Regions from separate parts of the Sus scrofa genome. Here region 2 is linked to region 1. The links are chromatin contacts, called in public HiChIP or PLAC-seq maps. All regions are on one chromosome and are shown on one strand. Each heading gives the region's core, a stretch centred on a gene start, on an enhancer-like site or on the middle of the called end of the contact. The rest is flanking DNA. Distances are from core to core; before and after follow the strand shown.

Region 1 (5,049 bases), core at 2-2,501:
GCACTATCCTCACCACAATTCAGTGTGAGAAACCCTAAGAGGCTTTCCAAATCCCATCAGGCTAGAATAATACCACAGAGCTATTTTCTCTAATGTCTCACTACCTACCCACAGTTCTAAAGGAAAGTGAGTTATAAGGCTTTCCTGCTCTAAGATCCTACAAGCTTTCTGGAGCTATTGCCAATGTCCCAGGCTTGAACCAGAGCAGGACAGGATCTTCCTCAGAAACCTCCCAATATTTCCTGCCTTTCCTCATCCATTTCTGTTCTGACAGTCCAAGGAATCTTTAGTGCGGATGGAGGCAAACAGTGAGAAGTTATATTCCCTACTCTTCAAGCCATTTCTGTCTAGGTCTCTCTCTTCCTCTAATTCTTAAGAGAAAAACAGGAACCTCAAAGCTTTCTCCATCTCCTGAAACAGTGAATAATGGGCTAGTTATTTTTATGGAGGCAAGGAAGAGAAAAGCAGGGAAAGAAAGCATCTGAAGGGGAAAAAACACTAGTTAATATTTCAAAAATATCACACCCCACAGAATCAAGTTCTAAGAGAAGGCAGAAGGCTGGCCTCAGAATCACAGAGGAGAACAGAAAAGTTGGGAAAAAGGGAAAATTTTGAGTTGGAAATTACAATTCAACTAAATGACTGTATTTTCTTTGATATTTCCCTATCATGGGATGGATCTTCTCAATCAAGGAAAAGATGAGGTACTTTCTCAGAGTAAAGATAGAATTGAAAAAAGCTTACAAAAAAGAAATCAACTGTGTAAGTGATGTAAAATATTATCACATGAATTTATCACAACAAATTGATAATCATAACTGGAATCATAATTCTCTTTCACAAATGAGGAAACTAAGGCAAAGAAAGGTTTGGAGTTTGTCCAAAGTCACACAGACAAATGGGGGTGCTATGAAGGCTTGAAGTGAGTAAAAAATTTAGTCCCAAAAATGTAAAGTTTGCTTCCTCCTCTTCTCATAACTGAGCTTAAAAATAAAACTTGTCTTCAAGTATGTAAAACTCTCTAATCAGTAATAATATTTTATGTCTTTGTGCCATTGACAATAGCTGTCATCTGACTTGAGAAAATGCAAGCAGGACATGACTCAGCATGGAAAAGTAGGAAATGATTTTGTGGGAAAATGTTTCCTATGGTAACCATAGAAGACTCCAATTTTGCTGGGGCTTCAACTGGCTAATTAGCCAAGTTTCCTTAGAAACATCTTGTCTCCATCACATTCCTCCTAAACACAGTACCCATGTCCCAGCCCCTTGAGCAGCTGGCATGAGCACACATTTCTGCCGGGATGTGTGTCTCACGGGTCAAGCCGGGTGGGCTGAGGTGGAGCGTGTTATAAAACAGCCTTCAGCAGGAAGCACCAGCGCTGGGTAATTGCTAATTCTTTAGAGAACACCAAAAATCAGGCACAGGAAACAGAGTTCAGCCCTGGAGTTTAATGCAGATCAGAAACTGGGTGCAAAGTCTGAAAGTCAGAAGCTGCACAGAACTGAAAATATTAACGGGGGGGGGGCACTTAGACTTCCATTTTTTATAAGCAATCAGTAATTCGTATTACCATAGAAATTATCATGCTTTAAAGACCATTACCAATGTAAAAGTTTCATCTCATTTTTTTAAATAAATAAACATTTAAAAATCTCTCTTCTCATTTTTAAAATAAATGTGGGTCATACTAGGCATATAATTTTGTAATTTGATATTTCCCTCAATATATCATGAATATTCCCTTTTATTTCCCAACCAACAGCAGGTTGGTTTTTGTCAACATTGCTCCATTACCTGCCCTGACCAAGGAAACCAATGATATAATAATTACTAGCTCTAATGGCCACCTCCAGTTCTGGCTCTCTTGACTTGTCTTCCTTGGCCACTCCTTCCATCATCAAACATGTCTCCTCTGACTTCCTCAACATTCTTCTATCCTGGTTTTCCATTCTTCTCTGGCTGTTCCCTCTGATCCACTCCACCATTATTTTCTTCTGATAACCCTTGAATATGGAAGGCAGATATCCTGCAAATACGGCTTTTCCTCTCAAACATGTTTCCTGAGCATTCTCTTTGACCATCTCTGTATTTTGATAGACAAATTCAAATCTTCTGCTTCATCCCTCTCCTGAACTCTAGACCCTTGAATTCTCCTGAATTCAACCCATATTTCCCACTGACATTAAAATCAAAATGCCCAAAGCAGAACTTATCACTTCTACATTCTCAAATATGAAGAAAACTCCTTAAAAGCCAGAAGACAGAAAACCCTCAAGGTGCAATCCTGCCTCTTCACCTTGGTAACATTAATAAACACATAGCTAACATTGACTGAACTCAAATACTATGTTAAGAGTTTTATAGTCATTATCTTATTTAATCCTCATAGTGCACTTTATAACAAGAACAAGAAGGCTTAGGTAAGTAAAGACACTTGCTCAAGGACACCCAGAAAGTAAGTACAGAGCTAACAGCCTTAGTAGTTTTTCTCCAGAGCCTATAGCATGTGCTCCTAGCTCCACAGTCTTATGAAAAGACTCTGTAAGTCTGGGTTTTTGCAAAAGGAATTTTTACTGAGAAACCGTGAGAAAAGAAAACAAAATTCAAATGTAAAAATGGATTGTGATACAAAGCACATACTGTTTGTTCAAATATAATAGTGTCTATCAACATCGACATAGTCAGCTCAGTTTGGCCCACATCCCTGTTTCCTTCTCACCACAATCCTCTCTTTTGGCTGCTAGACCAAACCAAGCAAAGGCTTTGCCAAAGAAAAGACCTGGGCAAAGAGTTCAACTTCTTCCAAATGCTGCTCATTAGAATTAATTAGCCTGTGCTTTTGACCAGGTTGAATTATAGCTAAGGGTCTAGAGTTCAGGGCACGGACAAGTAGTAGATATAAGGGCTTCTTTTAGGTTGTGATTTGGTCCTCTGTGCCCAGCCCCATCCATGCAATAAGGAGAGCACCTCCCTACCTGACCACTGAGCCTTAGACTGCTCTGAAAGTACCTCCTCTCTCTCCTTCTTAGGTGACTCAATCCCTAGGAGTTCTAATGCTTCTACAACTCATTATTATGTGTGCTCTCAGGTATTGAATGATGTATTAGACTAAGTGATTCCTGATGCTGATAAGACCCCTTAGTAAAGATCAATGTCTCTGTCATGGCCTGTCTAGTGATTTTGTTGCCCAAACACCATTCTCCTTTAGCCAATCTGGCTTTGTCAGCTCCCACCACCCCTATAATCCACTCCTGCTTGCATCCCCAAGGCCTAGAAAGAGACTTTTCAATTATCTCTCCAGTTTTAAGCCACTGTCCCTCCACTGGTCTTTCTCAGGATATCTTCCGGTTCTCAACTCATTTGCAGGGCACTGTTAGTTATGTCTATAGAGTAATCCTCCCTTACCCATGGTTTTGCTTTTCACAGTTTCGGCTATGTGTGGTCAACCGCAGTCCAAAAATATTAACTGGAAAATCCTAGAAATAATTCATAAGCATTAAACTGTGTGCCATTCTGAATAGCATGGTGGAATCTCATGCCATCCCATCTCCACCCAGCCTAGGATGTGATGCATCCCTTTGTCCAGCATATCCTGACCTTTAGTTATTTAGTAGACACCTTGATTATCAGATTGACTACCATGGTGTCACAGCATTTGTGTTCAGGGAAATCTTATTTTACTTAATAATAACCCTGAAGCACAAGAGTAGTGATACTGGCAATTCAGATCTGCCAAAGAGAACCTGTAAAGTGCTTCCTTTAAGTGAAAAGGTGAAAGTTTTCAACTTAAGAAAAAAAAATCATATGCTGAGAATGCTAGGATTCATGACAAGAACATGTCTTCTATCCATGAAAGTTAAGAAGGAAGAAGAAATCCATGCTAATTTTGCTGTCACACCCCAAATTTCAAAAGTTATGGCTACAGTGTGATAAGTGCCCAGTTAACACAGAAACAGTATTAAATTTGTATAATAAGATATTTTGAGAAAAAGAGACTACATTTACATAACTTTTATTACAGTTTATTGTTAAAATTTTTCTATTAGTCATTGATGTTAACAACTTACTGTGCCTAATTTATAAATTAAAGTTTATCATAAGTAGATAGGTCTAGGAAGTAAAAAAGCTAATATATGCAGGGTTTGATACTATCCAAGATTTCAGGCAATTACTGGGTCTTGGAACATACATCCTCAAATAAGGGGGAACTAATCTTCAAGTTAGTGTTTCTGTTTTCTTTGAATAAATATCCAGAAGTAGAAGTTCTAGATCATATGGTAGTTTCATTTTTTTAATTTTTTGAGGAAACTCCATACTATTTTCTATAGTGACAGCACCAGTTTACATTCTCACCTATCAATGCACAAGTTTTCCCTTTTCTCTGTATTTTCACCAGCACTTGCTATTTGTTATATTTTTAATGATAGCCATCCTAACACATGTGAGGTGATATCTCACTGTGGCTTTGATTTGCATTTCACTGATGATTAAAGATGTTGAGCATCTTTTCATGTACCTGTTGACCATTTGTATGTATTATTTGGGAAAAAAATGTCAATTCAATTAAAAAATGGGCAAAGGATATGAATAGTTTGTTTTCTTTGGCTGATTTGTATTAATTCCTTATATATTTTGGACATTAGTCCCTTGTTAGAGACATAATTTGTGAATATCCTCTCCCATTCAGTAGACAGCTGTCTTTTCATTTTGTGGATGGTTTCCCTTCCTATGCAGATGCTTTTTAGTTTGATGTAGTCCCACCTGTTTATTTTTATTTTTGTTGCTTTTGCTTTTGGTGTCAGATTTTAAAAATCCTCATTAAAACCTATGTCACAGAGCTTACCACCCATGTTTTCTAGAGGTTTTATGGTTAAGGGAGGACTACAGTACAAGCATTTATTGAATACTTACTATTATATCAACCACTGTGCTTTGATATTCTGTGAATATTCGAGGACAAAAATAAACAGTCTGCCTTCTAGGAAATGCCTGTCTGGAGAACCAATTAGCAGACAGATTATACAAGAAAGTGAACCAAATGCTCG
Region 2 (4,888 bases), core at 647-3,146, 330 kb after region 1:
TCAACCCCATGATTCCCCTGGATCTTCACACCATATTATCCAACCATGACTGAGCAAAATAGAATCCAAGCAGAGCACAAGGGTCCTAATGGAGAGGCAGAAGTCAAAGAGTTCAGGGAAGGAGTTCCCGTCATAGCTCAGTGGTTAATGAATCCCAATAGGAACCATGAGGTTGCAGGTTTGATCCCTGGCCTAGCTCAGAGGGTTAAGGATCTGGCATTGCCATGAGCTGTGGTGTAGTTCACAGACGCAGCTCGGATCTGGCATTGCTGTGACTCTGGTGTAGGCTGGTGACTACAGATCCGATTGGACCCCTAGCTTGGGAACCTCCACATGTCGTGGGTTTGGCCCTAGAAAAGACAGAAAGACAAAAAAAAAAAAAAAAAAGTTCAGGGAAGCTGAAGCAATCCAGATCTGTAGGGCAAGGCACCAGAAAGTAAAGGGGGTATGTTGGGGCTAGAGAGAAGGGAGAGACCCTGAAGTTGCACTGAAGTTTCTCTATGAATCCTTGGCTCAAAGCTAAGACGTACATGCCCATAGCAAGACTACCTAAGGCTTGTGTAACTATACAGAACAGTTGCCATAGAGGTAAGAGCAGAATGGAAATACTAGATATCAAACAGTGCTAGTAGACATGGAAGTTCTGGCCAAGCCAGAGTGGTAAGACCTTGTTATCAATTTATCAACACACAAGGCACCTACCTGAGATACCAGAAAAGATTAGAAACATGCTTTAGGGTAAGGTCCCTTCCAAGACACCTCACAAAGTCTAATACCAAGCCTTTAAAAAAACTACAGTGAAAACTGAATTTAAAATTTGAGATCTGCCAAGAGAAGCTTGGGAAACATTGAGTTTTTCAACTGGCGTTCCCTAGCAAAGCATAAAGACAAGCCTGCAGACTTGCAAGATCATCAAACAGCAAATGAGCTGCCTAGTAGAAAAAAAGTTTACACATTTTTTTCTTTTTTTCTCAGCCACACCTGCAGCATATGGAATCTCCTCGGCCAGGGGTTGAATCAGAGATGCAGCTGAGGCTTATGCCACAGGCAGCACACCTGATCCCAGCTGCATCTGCAATCTATGCAGCAGCCTGCAGCAACACAGGATCCTTAACCTACTGAGGCCAGGAATCAAACCCGCATCTTCACAGAGACAACATTGGGTCCCTAACCAGTTGAGCCACAACAGGAACTCCAGCAGTTCTTGAAGGAAGATAAAATAAGGTTCAGAGCCTATACATTGCACCACCAACAATGTCCACTACACAATAAAAAATATATATATTAGACATGTAAAAGCCAAAAAAAAAAAAAAAAAAAGGCAAAGTGACATAAGGGAAAAGCACCAGTTCCAACATTACAGAGATGATGTATTTAGAAGATGAGGGCTTTAAAAAAACAGCTGCTACAAATATGTTCAAAGAATCAAGAACGTTTGGACACTGAGTTAAAAGATAGCAACTCTCAGTAGAGAAATGTAAACTATAAAAAAGAGCTAAATGGAAATTTTAGAACTGAAAAATTATAGTGACAAAAAAAAATCATAGTAGATCACAGATGAGAGAAAAAAAAAGTCACTGGTGAACTTGAATATAAAAAGGCAGCTACTTCCTGGAGTGGTAAATGGAAGGAGAGACTGACTGCAAAGGGTAATTATGAGGCTGATTTCTGATGTGAAAAAACATGCTCTATCTAAATTGTGTTGATGGTCATGTGGGTGCATACATTTACTGAGCTATATACTTACAATGTATACATTTTATGGTACTTAAATTATACCTCACAAAGTTGACTTTTAAAAGAATACTTGCATAACTCTTTAAATTAGAAGGCTTCTCTTCATCATCATCCTGTAATGAGTCATCATTCAGCAATAAATTTTATAAGGAACAAGTTCTTCTGAATCACACACAGGCACCCCGAGTGAGTGTCTGACCATGTGTTTTTGTTCTGTGTGAATGAGTGGAGAAACAGAAGCCCGTTAAACTAATAAAGCTCCTGCCCATCATCTCTGATTCTAGGCTGCAGGGGAAACTGCAACTTCAGTGGTCATCTTTCTAAGCACTCTCAGTAACTATCTGTTGACCAGTACCTGAAGTGTCTGTATTTATTTTATAAGCAAGTTATCCCATCTAAAATCATGACTGCTGCAGAGTTTAGGAGAACATTCCCTACAAAATCTGCCCCAGTTTCATAGCAGAGGTACATGGTCAGGGTCCACATAGTGAACTGATACCAGTGCTGGTCAGATAGGCTGTCCTATCCACTCTCCCCTGCTCAAGGACCTGCTTACAGACTTTTGAAAACATAAGCAATAGGGAAGCTAGATTTTCCCTTTCCTTGAAATATTCCTACTTGCAGTAGGAAACTGATGGATCAAAAAGAGGTGTCATAAATAAGGTCACTGCTTGCCTGTGCAGTGACCATGTTGAGTGCCTCAATTTACTGATTTGGAGCCTTAATAAAAATAAGATGCTCACTTTGGCAGCACATATACTAAAACTGGAACAATACAGAGAAGATGCACATAGCCCTTCACAAGGATGACGCACAAATTCATGCAGCATTCCATATTTTTATGTGAAATCTAAAAAAACCAAACACATAGAAAAAGAGAACAAAACAAATCTGCGAGAGGTAGGGGAATTGAGTCAAAGTGGTCAAAAGGTACAAAATTCCAGTTATAAGATAAATACTAAGCATGTAGTGTACCACATGATGACTACAGTTAATACTGCTATATGATATATTTGAAAGTTGCTAAGAGCATAGTTCCCAAAAGTTCGTATCTGAGAAAACCAAAAAAATTTTGTAACTGCATAAGATGGCAGATGTCATCTTACTGTAATAATCATTTCACAATATATGTATGTCAAGGCACTATGTTGTACACCTTAAACTTATACAGTGCTGTATACCAATTATACCTCAATAAAACTCAAACAAAAAAAATTGCAGGAAATGTGTAAAATTCTTCCACAAGCTTGAACCTTGTGTTACCTATTGTGTTCATTTTCTATTGCTGCGTAACTAATTACCACAAACTTAGCAGCTTAGCACACAACCCATTTATTATCTCACAGTTCTGCAGGTCAGAAGTCTGAGTGGACTTGGCTGTATTTTCCACATGGAGTAGCACAAGGACAAACTCAAGTGTCAGCTGGGCTAAACTCTTATCTGAAGGCTCTGAGGAAGAACTTGCTTCCCAGTTTATTCAGGTTGGTGGCAGAATTCATTTCCTTGGGCATATAAAACTGAGAAGCTATTTTCTTTCTGGCTCATAGAAAGTACCTGGGGCGGGGGGAGATTAGGAGTTCCCGTCCTGGCTCAGTTGTTAATGAATCCGACTAGGAATCATAGCTTGCGGGTTCCATCCCTGGTCTTGCTCGGTTGGTTAAGGATCCCGAGTTGCCGTGGCTGTGGTGTAGGCCAGAGGCTACAGCTCCAATTAGACCCCTAGGCTGAGAACCTCCATATGCCATGGGTGTAGCCCTAGAAAAAGACACACACACACAAAAAAGAAGTACCTGGATTTCTTGGCTCATGGGTGCCTTCCTCCATCTTCAAAGCCAGTCATTGTGGGTTGGCTCCTCCTTGGGCTCAGAATATGACTTCCTCTGCTATGTCCTGCCAGAGCCCACTCACTGCTTTTAAAGGGCTTGAGTGACTAGATCAGGTACACCTGGCTAGTCCCCAGCTTAAGATCAATTGATTAGCAGCCTTAATTACAACCTTAATTACTTGCCATGTAACGTAATATCACAGGAGTAAAACCAGGGGCGGAGGTCATGGGTCATCTAGAATTCTATCTACAACTGAAGCTTCATCTTCCAGTATGACTGAACCTCTTTGTATCCCTAATATACAATTCATCCAAACATTTTAAAGTTGTCTTTAAAAACAAATGCTGCTAGTCAGTGATTCAGAACCTATTTTTCAGGTTACAATAATTAAAGCTAGGAACTGAGTTTAAATTCTAAGAGTTCAGGGAAGAAAGAAAGTATGAGTTGGGAAAACTTCATAAAGGAAGTGGCACCAAGCAGAGCGTTCAAGGTTGCACAGAATTTGGGTAGGCAAGAGCATGACTAGAGATGGGCATCTGCTGAGCAGTGAGGAGACCCAGCTGATACTTTTGAGGAATAATGACAGGTAAGGCTAAACAGATGCAGGAAGCAAAAATAAGATGGCTTTGTGAACCAAGACAGGAGTTTGCATTTGACTGAATTAGCAAAACTAAGCCTTTGAAAAACTTTTTACATTTTTGTAGGAGTATGCCAAGTGGTTGGACATTTTTGGATTGGTGAGAAAAATGATATTAGAGAAAGAATAATTAGAAAGGTATGGGGGCACAAATTGCTTATCAGAGATACATACTGGCTTTGTATAAGTGTGGAGGGTTTTAACATATTCCAGAAAAAATCAAGGGGAAAAAATGGCAAAATGTTATAATTGACAAAGTTTTATGGCAGGTACATGAGGGTTCAATATAATATTCTCTCTACTTTTGAGTATGGTTGAATTTTTCCATAATTAAATAGATTTTTAAGCCTATTAGAGTAATCCAGGAATGAAGTAGTAAATACCTAGACATGGATGGTGGCAGGGAAAATAGAAAAAAAAAAAAAAAAGATTGATTAATTCAACATATATTTTAACCTTGACAACAGACTGGTTATAACAACTTCAGCTGAGGAAGAAACAATTGATTCATTGTTATAGCCTTGGAGACAGAATGATAAAAAAAAGAACCCGTCAGGAGTTCCCGTCGTGGCTCAGTGTTTAACAAATCCTACTAGGAACCATGAGGTTGTGGGTTTGATCCCTGGCCTTGCTCAGTAGGTTAAAGATCTGGCGTTGCCCTGAGCTGTGGTGTAGGTCGCAGACACGG

Evidence for each region. HiChIP or PLAC-seq counts read pairs in DNA pulled down with a chosen protein or histone mark.
Region 2: a contact with region 1 is called in an H3K27ac HiChIP or PLAC-seq map of alveolar macrophages. The contact joins two enhancer-like sites. A contact is called at or near these places in 2 of 47 Hi-C or Micro-C datasets (both in embryonic fibroblasts) and 1 of 2 datasets of contacts at active chromatin or transcription factors (alveolar macrophages).

The regions. Positions count from the first base shown.
Region 1 is chr13:156,919,605-156,924,653 of Sscrofa11.1, forward strand. No RefSeq gene overlaps it. Among named protein-coding and RNA genes, the nearest start is that of ZPLD1, 240 kb to the left of the region's middle. Within about 2 kb of position 1,252, at least 10 of the 83 cell types and tissues checked have an H3K27ac peak or open chromatin away from gene starts, as enhancers often do. A contact at or near this core is called in alveolar macrophages, where this site is marked.
Region 2 is chr13:157,250,530-157,255,417 of Sscrofa11.1, forward strand. No RefSeq gene overlaps it. Among named protein-coding and RNA genes, the nearest start is that of NFKBIZ, 20 kb to the right of the region's middle. Within about 2 kb of position 1,897, at least 1 of the 83 cell types and tissues checked has an H3K27ac peak or open chromatin away from gene starts, as enhancers often do. A contact at or near this core is called in alveolar macrophages, where this site is marked.